2 separate regions of the Mus musculus genome follow, and region 2 is linked to region 1. Evidence: chromatin contacts called from public promoter capture Hi-C data. All regions are on one chromosome and are shown on one strand. Each heading gives the region's core, a stretch centred on a gene start, on an enhancer-like site or on the middle of the called end of the contact. The rest is flanking DNA. Distances are from core to core; before and after follow the strand shown.

What was found. Promoter capture Hi-C pulls out the DNA fragments that hold promoters and counts their contacts.
Region 2: a contact with region 1 is called in a promoter capture Hi-C map of pre-B cells, with 4 times the contacts expected there. The contact joins the promoter of Mitf here to the promoter of Suclg2 in region 1. A contact is called at or near these places in 1 of 39 promoter capture datasets (pre-B cells) and 1 of 9 other capture datasets (liver).

The regions. Positions count from the first base shown.
Region 1 is chr6:95,714,448-95,721,197 of GRCm38.p6, forward strand. Suclg2 (succinate-Coenzyme A ligase, GDP-forming, beta subunit) reads right to left here and starts at 4,399. Exons shown (of 11, transcript NM_011507.3): 1 at 4,242-4,399. The coding sequence starts at 4,328.
Region 2 is chr6:97,803,361-97,809,976 of GRCm38.p6, forward strand. It overlaps Mitf (melanogenesis associated transcription factor), which reads left to right and starts at 3,698. Exons shown (of 10, transcript NM_001113198.1): 1 at 3,698-3,927. The coding sequence starts at 3,824.

The DNA of each region.
Region 1 (6,750 bases), core at 3,149-5,648:
CAGACAGAGAGATCTCTATTTACAATAAGACTCAACAGAGAAAAATGGGTTCCTGGGCATTCATCACAGCCACTCATTGCGAGATCATGACACAAGGTTTCATGGCACCTACATACCTGAAGGGCTAGCTGGAGTTATCTACCAGGAAGTATTGCTGGGCACGCCTGTATATGTCTATAATCCTGACACTCAGGAGGTTCAAGCAAGATTGCCTCAAGGCCAAAGGCAACTGGACCTATACAACAAGACCCGATCTCAACAAACTAGGGAAGAGGGGGCTATAAAGACTGTTAGATGTCTACTGAACTGCTAACTATACCCTCAGAAGCTGTGAGGCCATCCTGAGTTCTGACTTCTCATAGTAATGTGGGACACAGAATTCAGAGTCCTGGGACTTAAACCCAGCCATTTCCTGTTATAATAGATGGACAATTTTGTGCAAGTCACACAACCACTAAGCTCTTAAGAACTCCACGTGATACCCACATGATTTGGACCTTCCCTACTTGTCAGACCTCAGGGCCTCTGCACTTGTTGTCTTACCACCCCCTTCCCATCCCGATTGTCCAGCTCCTTTGCAGTACGTAGTTCAAATGTCAAAACTCAGGATCTTATCAATAGAGTAAAGCTGTACCTAACAGGGGCATGCATGTTGTATAATTTTATTTACATGACAAACAAAAAAGAATCCACATGCAAAGAGAGGAAACTGTTCCTTCTGTGGAGCATGGGTAGTGGTAGAAGCAGTAAAGGATGTGAGCTGCGGCTAAATCACTCTCTCATTGGACATCTGGAGACCTGGCTGCTTTCACGTGCAAGCTTACCCAACTGTGCACTGACCGTCAATATGCTCACCTTGACAGGATCTACGATCACCTGGGAGAGCAATCTCTGTGCACACGTGTGAGGGTATTGCTAGATTAACTGAGGTGGGAAGACACCCACCCCACTCCCACCCTCACCCCCAAAATGCAGGTGGCACCTGTCCCTGGACTATGATCCCAAACGGCATAAAGGAGCATGGCATCCAGCCCCTGTGCTCCTTGACTGGGGATACAATGTGACCAGTTGCCTCAAGCTCCTGAGGCCGGTCCTTCCCTGCTAGGATAGGGAGCTACACTATGCTCAAACTGTGAGCCAGAATGATGCCCTCCCTCAAGCTGCCTTCTTGGATTCGTTGCTACAGCAATGAGAAGAGCAACTAACGGACACACTTTTCAATGTACATTATGTTTGGTTTTGGTTTTTTTTTCAATTAAAAAATTAAATATAGATCAAGAATATACCTTTAATCCCAGTATTTGGGAGTCAGACACAAGCAGATCCCTGTGAATTCTAAGCCAGCCTGCTCAACATAGTCCAGCCAAGACCCAGTCTCAAAATAGAAAACAATTAAACCTCAATAAAACCACCCTATGGAACAGGTTGGTTTTCTGGGCTTTCACATGCCTGCCTGGGAAGCTATTTATTCCACATTGTGTGGCCCTGTTTGCCTTCATTATGGCTTCATCAGTCCTTGAAATCATCTTTCTTATTGGAGCATCTATAATCTTCCCCTTTTTACTCATAACCCCAAGTCCCAGGGCCTGGAGCAGTCCTCCATGAGGACAGCGTAGAAATGGCCAAAGTCAAAACAGTGAAGCCAGAGGCAGACGTTTAAAAAAAAAAAACTTCAATGACATTAAGCATCAAAAATATGTGTCAAATGTTAACATTAACCCAGGGAAGGGATATTATTCCGTGGACATTTTTGTGAAACAAGCTAGAGTTGCTTCTAAAAGCAGAAAGTGGGTCTTTTATCTTGGCCCGTCCACCTGTTTTGGTTTGTTTTTTTTCCCACCAGGCCTGATACAAAGTAGGTCTAGGCCGACGGTGCCAACAGATTCCTAAAATACTTGAAGATTCCTAAGTTTGGTAGGAAAAATGAGCCAGGCTTAACTGTAGTATCTGCTGTGATCCAGGAAATGAATAGGGGCACAGCAAGAGAATGGCAAAGAGCTGGTACTAAGAAATAGCTCCTTAAAGTCAAAGGCAGTACGCACGTATGTACCTTCTTCCACTATCAACTCCAAGATGTTCCTGTAAGAAATGTGTGAGTAGCACTAGTGACTTGCTTCCTTTCTACTGGCCTGCAGATCTATTGGCAAGGGAAAGGGGCATTCACCCGACTGGGCCCTGGTAGAGTGGGAACATGAAGTAACCTTTACCCATCAGCTCGACCTCAAACTCTCTGTAACCTTGAGCAGGTCAGTGAACTGCTCAGTACTGGACTTTCTACATAGGCCCACTTGACCGTGAGCATGGTTCAGGTCTTGAACATTGTATAATGTGTAGTTATTGCTCTTACAGAGGACCCAGATTCAGTCCTGGCTGATGGGATAGTTCACAACCCTCAGTAACTCAAGTTCCAGGAGATACTGGACATGTCTTCTGACCTTCATGTCTAGGGTTAGATAAGACAGAAACAAAAACTAATCATCTTGTGAGTGAGTGTGTGTGTGTGTGTGTGTGTGTGTGTGTGTGTGTGTTTGCGCTCATGAAAGCCTGAACAGACCAGAACAGGCCCTCCTGGAAGTCACTTGTGTCCTTCTAGAACTCTCTCTACCTTGCTTCCTTCCCTAAGACAGGGTCTCTCTCACTGAAGTGAAACCTAAGCTATTCCCCTAGGCTGGCTGGTCAGTAGCTCCCCACAAGTCTCTTCCTCCCAGTGCTGGGTCACAAGCTCACACAGGCTTGCCTGGCTTTTTACATAGACGCTGGGAATCTGAATTCCAGGCTCTCCTGCTTGGGGAGAGAGTTACCACCTGAGCCATCTCTGAGTTCTACTGCCATCTAAGCCTGATGTTTCCAGAGTAATGAGTCACATACAAGTATGTAATCAATGAACATTGCCCAATGTAGGTAACAGGTCTCACCCAGTCTGCTTGTCAGGATGACAAGGTTTCCACGACTTGGATAGGGAAGATGACAACTTGGATAGGGAAGGTGACAACATACGCCAGCCAGCTAAACATTCTGTTTTAGGTTTCTCTGAACAATCATTTCTCACTCTTCATTTTTGACTGCCCTAGGCTCCATGTTTCTCATCAATTCAAACCTACTGCAACAGCACCCCAGCTCTTGTTTTTTTATATATAACACTTAAATAATGAACAGGACTCAGATCGCCTGGAGATCTCTCCTCACTCTATTATAGCAGGTATCTGTGATTTTAATTAGACAAACCGCCATCCCTCTCCTTTACCCACCATACTGTCAAGTGCCTGTTAAGGATATTACAGTAATAACTATTAGCGCCTCTTAAATTCCCATTAACAATAACAGAGAAATGGAATGTCAGGTAATGAAAAGAAGAAAAAAAAAACCTTCACAGATGTCATAATGATCCAAAGTTTAGAGAAACAAAAAAAAAATCATTAGTAAGTTATTTTCTTTTCGTTTTTCCTAGTGCCCTATGCATGCCTTGGTCAGAATGTAGTGATTTGCCTCTCATTGGACTGGAAAGTTTTTCTTGCGGGGGGGGGGGGGGGTTGGGGGGGGAGGCGGGGCGGGTAAACTAGAGAAAGTAGGAAGACTAGTAGTTGGATGACTTCTCCCAAGTGTCAATGCCAACTCACAATTTCCCTTCCAAAGCCTCGCTACTGCGACGCTTGCAATGGAAGAAGGTAAATTCAACAAGAGAGCAACGTGGAGGAAGGAGCTGCTGAGTCTAACACTAGTTAAGTCTCTAGGAGGCACGGACCAAGTGGGCAGGCAGGAGTTTTCACACAGGCCTTTCATACAAGACTCCACTTCTACTATCCTCCTGGACCCCTGCAGGTCCCCACAGACAAGCACAAGGGGGTCACAAGCGACACCCCGCGGGGTTGACTGGGGCAGGTGAGCTGCCTCGGGAGTCTGGGGAGCGAGCACGTGGCTGCCGAGCGAGCTCGGGCTTAGAGCCGCCCCCGGGCAGAGCCAGTAAGCGGCTGAGAAACCTCTGCGTTCCAACAGTGCGCCCAACTTTTGGGAACTCGCCCCCAGCGCGGGGTGCCAGTGCCCGGGCAAGGCTGATGGGAGCCATTAGAACGATCCGGGTCGTGGGGTGTGCACTCTGACCCCCGCGATCCCCGACACCTCGGACGCCGCACAGCCCGCCGCGCTGCGGGGAGCACCGGATCGCCAGGGGTCGCGCGGGGCGAAGAGGCCGCGGAGCATGGGGCACCACGGCGGGTGGCTCGCGTGGCCCGGGCCGCGCTCACCTGGGACCTGACCGCCAGGAGCGGCCGCAGCGCTCGCTCTCGCAGAAGCTTCCCAGCCTGCGCCGCGATGGCCACCGGGGACGCCATCTTAACCAGGAACCTGAAGAGAGGCGGCGAGGGGGAGGGAGGGGGCGGAGGAGGGAGCCCGCCCGGGCCCAGGCCTCGGGAGGGGGCGGGGCAGGAGAGGAGGGACGGAGCTAGAAAGGAGGGGCGGGGCGGGAGAAAGGGCGGGGAGGAAAGCGGGTGCAGTAGAGAGCTGGGGTGAGGGAATTGGGAAAAAGAAAGGAAGGAGGGGGCTGGGGGCGGTGGAAGACCCCCCCACCCACTCCTCACCTTGTTACCCCTACCCCCCACTACCTTCACCATCTCACCCCAAGGCCATGTGGCTTCCCAGAGCTTACTGCATCTTGCCTGGCTTTCAGGCAAAAGCAGATCTCAGCCCCAGGGGCACTGACTTAAAACTGGCCCTGGGAGTGACAGATTAGACCTTGACACTGCAGTGAGGGCTGCTAGGTCTGGCCCTAGGAACTGATACCACCTTCAGAGGACACACCTTGGAGAGAGTAATGTTCCAAGGGAAGGAATTAGGATCAATGCTACCCTTAGTTCCTGGGCCATGTGGGGGCACAAGCTTGGGTGTGGGTGTTGTGAGTGTACTGGGTTTTGGTTGGGTAGTAGTGGTTTGTTGTTTTGGTTTTGGTTTTTGAGATAGGGTTTTTGTCTATCTTCCATTGGCCAGAAATTCATCTCGAACTCCTGACCCTGCCTCTACTTCCAAAATACTGTGATTATAAACAGGCACCACCCTGTCTCTTTGCGAAAGTGATGGAGGGTTTTGGGCCTACCTTAGTGACATCTGTTTTCTTGCTACTTAACCTTAAATTAATAAAAAGCTATTGCTGGATTTTCTACTCTACAAGGAGAAAAGTGTTTGTGTACAGTATCCAGGCTGCTATGCACTTACATAAAATACAAATCACAGTAACAACTAGTATGTACCAGACATTGAACAATTAGGAACACATTTAAGCTTCATGGCGACATTTTAGGTAGATGGCATTTCTATACTCATTCTGCAGAAGAGAAAACTGAGGCATACAACAGATAAGAAACATAACAGGGGCTAGATAATGAGATATGAGATTCAAACTCATGTTTCACCCCCTCAGCACTACTTGGGGATATTTTTTAATTGGGTGTTGGGTTTGTTTTTGTTTTTTTATGATCACAAGACAGACAAGGGACACTATAGCAACAGTCCCCTCACAAGAGTGTCCTCTGTCGGCTTCCTTTAAACTTCCATTTGATGTAAATTCACATTGACAGAGAAGCTGTAGGAACATTACTCCAAGAGACCCCAACAGTCTTTATGCCGCTTCACCGAGGATTTACATTTGGCCCACATCTGTCCTTGATAAGCCTTTTCCTCCTCAAAACCTTACCCACAGAATCTATTCTCTTTGTGTGTGTGTGTGTGTGTGTGTGTGTGTGTGTGTGTGTGTGTGTGTGTGTGCGTGTGCTGTGACTTGCCCTATCTCCACCTTATTCTCCAGAGACAAAAATCTCTCAACGTAGAACTAGAATTTTAGCCAGCAAGCCCCAGTAATCTTCCTGCCTATGCCTGGATCCATACTAGAGTTACAGTGGAATGGCTACAGGTGGCTTGCTACATGGATGCTAGGGATCTGAACACCAGTCCTCATGCCTGTACAGCAAGCCCTCTTACCCACTGAGCCATCTCCTTTTTCCGAGATCCAGTGGCTGCTAATGATTACAGTTTGAGTCTATGGTGGTTTCATGAATGCACCTGATCTGATCTTGTCAGAACCTACGGAACTTTATGACTCCGCTCTTCACCTCTCCCCAAGTCTTTTTATTCATTTCTATCAATGGATAGGAGCCATTACCCAAGGAGGGGGAAATGAGGTAAGCAACATTTTTGGAGTAAAAACTCAGAGCAGAGTTGGTTTAGTTCTAGGCATTTGCATGTATGGAGGGAGGTTAGAGAGTTAGAATGCCAGGAATGTCAGGCTAAGCAGGATAAGGATTTGGGTCAGTAGTCCAAAGAGAGAAATGAGGCATAGTTATCAGCAGCTGCCTGAGGCAAGAAGGTTCCAGGATTGACGTTATCTCGAGGATAATTATTCTCCCTACCTCTTTATCACTACTGATAAGGGGCTTGAGCCTCATGTCCTTGTTATTGACAAACCCATCTGAATTAGTGCTTACGGATGTTTGGACAGTCATTTCATCCCCCATAACCTTTGCTGAGCAGGTCCTCAATGAGCTCTAAGCTGAGCTCCCTGAAACAGAAACCAGTCATACATACACAACCATATATGCAACTGCTTCTGGCTGCCATTCAACTCTCACTGCAACCCTGAGAAGGTGTTCCTATTGTCCTATATAGTCTTATATTGTCCTAAATAGTCCTATACAATCCTACCTTGTCCTACTGTGCACAGAGATAACTGGGCAGCCAAGAGTTCTTCACCTCATGGCCTTTACA
Region 2 (6,616 bases), core at 2,448-4,947, 2.1 Mb after region 1:
CCGTTCACTACTATGGCACGGTCAGTGTATACCTTGGAACCTTGAGGACCTTGATTATCCAGCCAGGCAATGTCTTTGTGAGATGCAGTAAGAAATTCATGTGATGAGCCTATGTAAAGCATTATATAAGTACAGGTAATATTAATGATGATAAGTATAAGTTCTAATTACTGCTTTGTACATCCGATAGGTCCTCCATTTACATGTATGGTGCTATTGACTCAGTACATGTTTTCTAAGCACTATCAGCTTCCAGATTTTAACTCATTGATGAAGACTATTTAGCTTACTCACCAAGTGAACAGCAGTTTGTAATGTGGGCTAGTGGTATGTCACTCTGTAGAAAATTGTCCACTTAAAGGCAAAGAGAATTTATATACTGAGGCACCAAGCTCTATTGTGAGTCAAGTAAACACTTCCAATGAAAAGGAAAAGTTTTTTCTTCATCTGTCTGGAAAGTCCGAAGACTCCTGACCTCAGACCTGGTTGGAGCAAGGAGTGGAAATGTCTTAGTTCTCTGCTTCTCTATTCTTCTATCTCTTCTGCTTGCTTCTACTTCCCTCTCCCCCATCTTTTTGCTTAGCTACCCTGGGTAACTATAGGTCAGTACATCTAGATTTTTTCCTTCTCTTCCATCCCAGGCTTCCAAAATCAGAACTATTTGAGGAGAAAATTTCTAAGGAAAAAGTGGTGTTAGGGTCCGATGTCAATTCCTAAAGGAATCACTGTATTAAAAGATGATGTTATATGGGGCAGAGCCACCGGTAAACTGCTTAGGGTCCAGGAAATCACCTCACATCCATGCATATGTAAACCCTAATTCAACTCAACGAGCTTATAAAACAAAACAAAACAAGCAAACAAAGAATACCAACAACAAACCCCCATAGACTCAAAAGTAGAAGGGGGGCTGTGTTGGGAAGAAGATGGGTTCCAGGGGGAGAGGGAGGGGCTAAGAGAGAGAAAAGGGGGTTTATTCTAATCAAAATATATTACATATACATAGGAAATGTCAACAAGTCCGCAATTATTTTAAAAGATAGGATTCTATAATGGTCAGGACAAAGTCACATACCCACTCCCACAGGGTGGCAGATGGCACTGTAACAGATGATCCTTCGAAGGTTTTCTGAACAGAGAGCAGAGTGAGCACAAAGAAAAGATACAAGAGGGGGAAACAGCAGCTGGATGTGCAGTCTTAAGACAACTCCAGCTCAGGGCTACACCCAGAGAGCTCTCTGGAAACTGCTTCAGTGAAGTCTTGAATGTTCTCACTTTTACTTTCGCTTTAAGAATGATCCTTTAGGTCTGGGATATCACTCTTTAGCTTAGGCTGGCCCTAGACTCCCAATGTAACCAAGATGACTTTGAACTTCTAACCATCCTGAATCTACCTGTCCCAGGTGCTGTGATTATGGGATTGATTATGCCACCATACTAGTTTATGCAGTGTTGAAGACTGAATCAAGGGCCTCATACACCATAGACAAAGGCTCTACCAACTAAATCACATCCCAGGCCTCATTATTGTTCTAAACCTCAATTCTGGTACAAGTCTTTGACAGCCAGCCTTCCAAGGGCCAACAGACCATGTTTAGGCACAGTGTCTTTCTATTTGTGTGTTCTAAGAAGAACGTACATAGCTTTGTTCAGGAAAAAAAAAACAAAAACAAAAAAACCAACCAACCAACCAACCAACCAACCAACCAACCAAACACAACTCCTAATGGGTCAAGAGATTCAGACAATGAAAAGGCTCAGCGTTTCTCAGTCGGGGTGATATTGGGCCAGAACGCTTGCTGTTAGGCACAGTGTTTAGCATCTGTGGTTCACACCTCATCAAATTCTGGACTTGCTCCAAGCCCATCAGTTTCTGCTCCCACTTTCCAGCACTGACTATGGAGGACCTGGATGAAGTTCAGAGTCTAAACACACATGCTGCTCTCTCGGTTTACTTCCCTTCTTCTATACTGTTACCTCTGAATATTGTTTCTAGCAGTTAATATATCCATGAACATCTTGAAGCTTTTCAGGGTGATTTCAGATATCCTGCCATGCTATTGCTATAGGAAAGGACCCCCGAAGTATTTTAAGAACAATATTCAGCTACAAAATGTTGGTTATTGCTACCTCAACGATGTATACATTTTCCAGTTCTCACTCACCACTCCTATTCATGATCTTTCTGATATAAAATTAAAAAAGAAAAAGCTATACTGTGAGGCAAGATATAGGAGTGGGTAACTCCAAGGAGATGCCCAACCATCAGTGTAGACCTTTTAGGATCATCATTTAGTTTATCAACTCCTGAAAGTGAAAAATACACAGAAGAGATGCAAGCTTGCCAAGAATGCCTCCAAGATACACAAAAGAAAGCCAAAATTAATCATCACTGAGCAGCTTTTAAAAAATTCTATGTATGTATTATGTGTACCTGCACCTGCATTCAGCTGTCAGGAGACAGATTGCAGTAGTTAATAGTTCCATTCTTCAGTCATGTGTGTCCTGAGGACCAATTGCAGGTTGTCATGTTTGCAAATAAGTAAATTTACCGACTGAGCCATTTTGCCTGCCCCTAGTGTATACAAATTGCAAGTAATTCTTTCCTTACTTTTGACCTTGCAACACCATCTCAAATAGGTTTCCTAATCTCTTCTTTCATAGATGAGGAAATTAAGGCTTCTAGGAATCCAATGGACATGTCTAAGATTACACAGGATTTCTTAGAAGAACTAGGAATTTCTGCCATCTTAAAATGCCACCCTTAACTCCAATGTCTCAAAGCACTCGTTGATGTTTTATACAACATGAAGAGTCCTGCTGGAACTAACCAGAAGACAGGTCTGAACATACAAATGAGCTAAAGTGCGGTCATTTAATACATCACCTAGCCGAGTACCTTGAAGCTGCACCGGCTTGCAATGTTAGGACAATCTCATCTGAACTCCCAGCCAACTGAGAAATTGAAAGCAGACGGTGGTGGTGGTGGTGAAGCTGTTTGGTAACTTGATGTCTTTTAAAATTAACTGAATCCTTCAAGTGCTGCTTTAGATTAGAGGTGACTAATTGGATAAAAGGAAAGGAGCCTTTCAACTGATGAAGAGTATTGTGGGAGCTTATACTGAGTTCCAGAAAAAGAACGCACAAGAACAACTCCTCCAATAATGCTTTCATTATAAAAGTGAAGTTTCCAACACTCTGTTTCAATAGAGGACAAAATGATGTGTCGCTGCAGTCCAGAAGAGCTCGGGGGCTAATAGAAAGTCCTTTTATTTTAAAAATGGGTTTTAACTCTGACCGAAACTTTCTAGTTTCAAAACCCCTTAGTGTTTTATTTTTTAAATGAACGCTCGGCGTGTCCTCGCAGATGTCTAAACCAGGAGGGACAGTAGAAGCCCAGGCTGAGTTGTTCTTATTAATATTAAACAGCCAGGTCTGTATCCTTGAAGCAAACCGGAGAGACACGGAGAGGAGCTGCTGACATTGACAAGGAATCCAAACAGGACTTGCACTATCCGTGTACACCACGTTGTCTCTCCCCGGTTTGACCTTCTGGGAGTTGTAGTTTTTGCGGAAGCTGATATCCTGGAGAGCTGGTGTGCTCTGCCCAGGCGGAACCACAAATCCCAGGGCGCACCGGGCTCAGCCCCTCCCGCTCTGGTGTGAGAGTAAACTCACCGCGCCGGGGCGGGCGGCCGGCTAGCGGGCTGAGTGGGGCACTGCGCGGGGCGCGCGGCTTGGGGTACCCGAGGCCCCCCATCTTTCTCAGGTGCCCGGGTTCTGGTCCAAGTCCCAAGCAGTGGAAGGCGGGCAAGAGGGAGTCATGCAGTCCGAATCGGGAATCGTGGCGGATTTCGAAGTCGGGGAGGAGTTTCACGAAGAACCCAAAACCTATTACGAACTCAAAAGTCAACCTCTGAAGAGCAGGTGAGTGGTGACAGCTGGAGGGAGGCGCGGCAGGAGGCCCATGGGCCCCGCGCCTGCTACCCTGGGAGGAGAACAGTCAGTCTGGATAGCTCTAGGACAAGGACCCCGTGCCCTTGCCTTGGGGTACAGGGCGACCTGGCCCCTGGCATTTAGGGTCCCGCTTACAGACGACTTGCTTGCATCCCAGGGTATCTGACAGTGGCATTTTGGGGACACCGCGAGTCTCTTGGGATGGCTCATCCAGACGTGGGGACCCTCGGCTGCAGATGCCAGCTGCTGAGCTAGATGGGGGCTGGGGCGGTACCCGGCGCGAGGTGGGGTAGGAGGAGCACCGGACAGGGACTGTGATCTGGTGCTACCAAGAGCAATTTTTCTGAAGCTCCCTAGCAGGCTGAGGGGCTCAGGAGAGGGGGATCTGATGCTCCAGGGCAGCGATGAACTGGCCTGGAGGTCTTCCCTTGTAGACCAGCCCCTCTGGGAGATACTACTCAGAGAGGCCTCTAGGTGAAGTTCACCTGAGCTTCACCTTTCACCTGCCACAGGACAGCACCGAGGAGGTGTGTGTGTGTGTGTGGGGGGGGGGGGTGAATAAAAGGAGGGGAGGAGGTTGTGGGTGGGCGTGTCTCTCAAGCTGGGCAAGCTGTCTGGAATAGAAGTCTTTACAAATGCAAGAAGGAAGGAAGGAAGGAAGGAAGGAAGGAAGGAAGGAAGGAAGGAAAGAGAGAAAGAAAGAAAGAAAGAAAGAAAGAAAGAAAGAAAGAAAGAAAGAAACAAACAAACAAACTACCTTAGAGGTCTGTGGTGGTTGGGAATGCTCTCTTGGCACCTACACACATTTAATTCTCCAGGCGCTTCAAGAACTTTGGGCCTAGAGTGAAGATGTTCTCTAGTCTGGTGCCTCCCAACTCTTCAGTACCTCTGCAGTATCCTAATCCCTCACGCCACCCTCCATTGCTACTTGCCTGGCAGAATCGGTTATCACTCTCTTTGGTCCCTCTGGACCCTTGAAGTGCTTCTTATTTGTCATGTTTACAGAGAGGGGGATAGTCACTGGAATCTGTGACTTTATTTCCACCCTTTCAGTTGTGCGATGAAGTAAGGCTAACATCATCACCTGGTGCATCAATTGTCTAGGGTCTAGATGAGTGAGGTTCCCCTGGTAGAGGGGCAGAGGGACTCACTTTCAGGGGCCAGGAAGGCAGAATTGAGGGGTGGAATCTTTGGTTTGGGAGACAAAAAGGCTGGGTCTTATAAAGTGGAGACAGGTTGCTTTCCTTCAGGGCTGGGACAGGACCTTGAATCCAGTCATGGGAACAAACTCTGGGAGGAGCAGAAGCCCTGGCTCCCTGGCTAAGGCAGGCTTTTTGCACATGCTTGTGGCAGAGTGGAAGGAAATGTGTTAGGCATCAAGATGCATAAACTCAGCCTTTCACTAGTGGCTTCTTTTCATAATGGCTATTTGTGTGTGAATGTAGATAAGGGTGTATTGGGTGCTCTGAGAGTGATACTGTGTAAAGCGCATTGTTGGTTATGCTCATTAGAGCTTTATCTGCATGTGGCTGAAGGGACCAGTGTTTTACTGAGCAGTCAGTCCCTGCTTTTGCTTCTATAAGCAAATGCTTACAAGGCCAGAATGAGGGGGGCAGGGGGAGTGTGTGCGTGTGTGTGTGTGTGTGTGTGTGTGTGTGTGTGTCTGAAAGAAATTAATTAACTGGGCTCTTCATTTTGATGGTGGCTGATACATTAAATGAGTTTGAGGGAGTGAAGAAGGTACCTCTGGGGAAAACCAATGAGTGCCCTGACACTCATGGGGAAGGATTTGGTTCTATTCTTTTACCCAGTCAGCAAGAATGGCACGCAAGAGCACATGTCCTCTGTAGCTAGCTAGCTAGCACAGGAAAGGAAAAATGTGGGACTGTGGGCATAAACGGCTTCACATGTTGGTACGAGCAGCAGGTGCCAGGTAGCATGGAGTAGATATGCGTTCTTTGAAATAAACCCGTTAAATAAAATTTGTGACTAAGTTTCTGGAGTACGTTGACATCTTTTCTGACTGTTTTTGACAGTTGTCCTAATGGTATTATCATTGACATCGGTGTGTGACTTTAAATGTGGCTCAGGGCCTTCTCGTTGACTGTAGTTTGAAGACTTTGCTGGGGCATCCCTAACGTCCTGGTTAGGAAAAAGTTGTAATGAAAATTTGCAGATTCTCGTAACAAGGACACCTATCCATTCTATTGTCTCCATCAGCAGTTCTTAATCTGTGGGTCGAGACCCCTCGGGGGCCGTTCAACAACCCTTTCACAGGGGTTGCATGTCAGATATCCTGCATAATCAGATATTTATATTTATGACTCATGACAGTAGCAAAATTACACTTATGAAATAGCAACAAAAATAATTTTATGGTCGGGGGTCACAGGAACATGAAGAACTATATTAAATGGTTGCAGCATTAGGAAGGGTGAGGACCACTTGTCAAGATTGTTTCAGAATTCACCCATTTCTTGCCTATCTCTCTGCTGTAACTTTGACCAAGTCATTGTCAGTTTTTGCCTGAATTATTGCAGCAATCTCTTAACGCTCTCAGCCTTGGCCAGTTTTAGTAATTTTAAATTTAGTGCCACAGTATTCTTATTAAACTGATTTTTTTTTTTTTAAGGCTGAGATCTGACTGAGTCAGTAACAT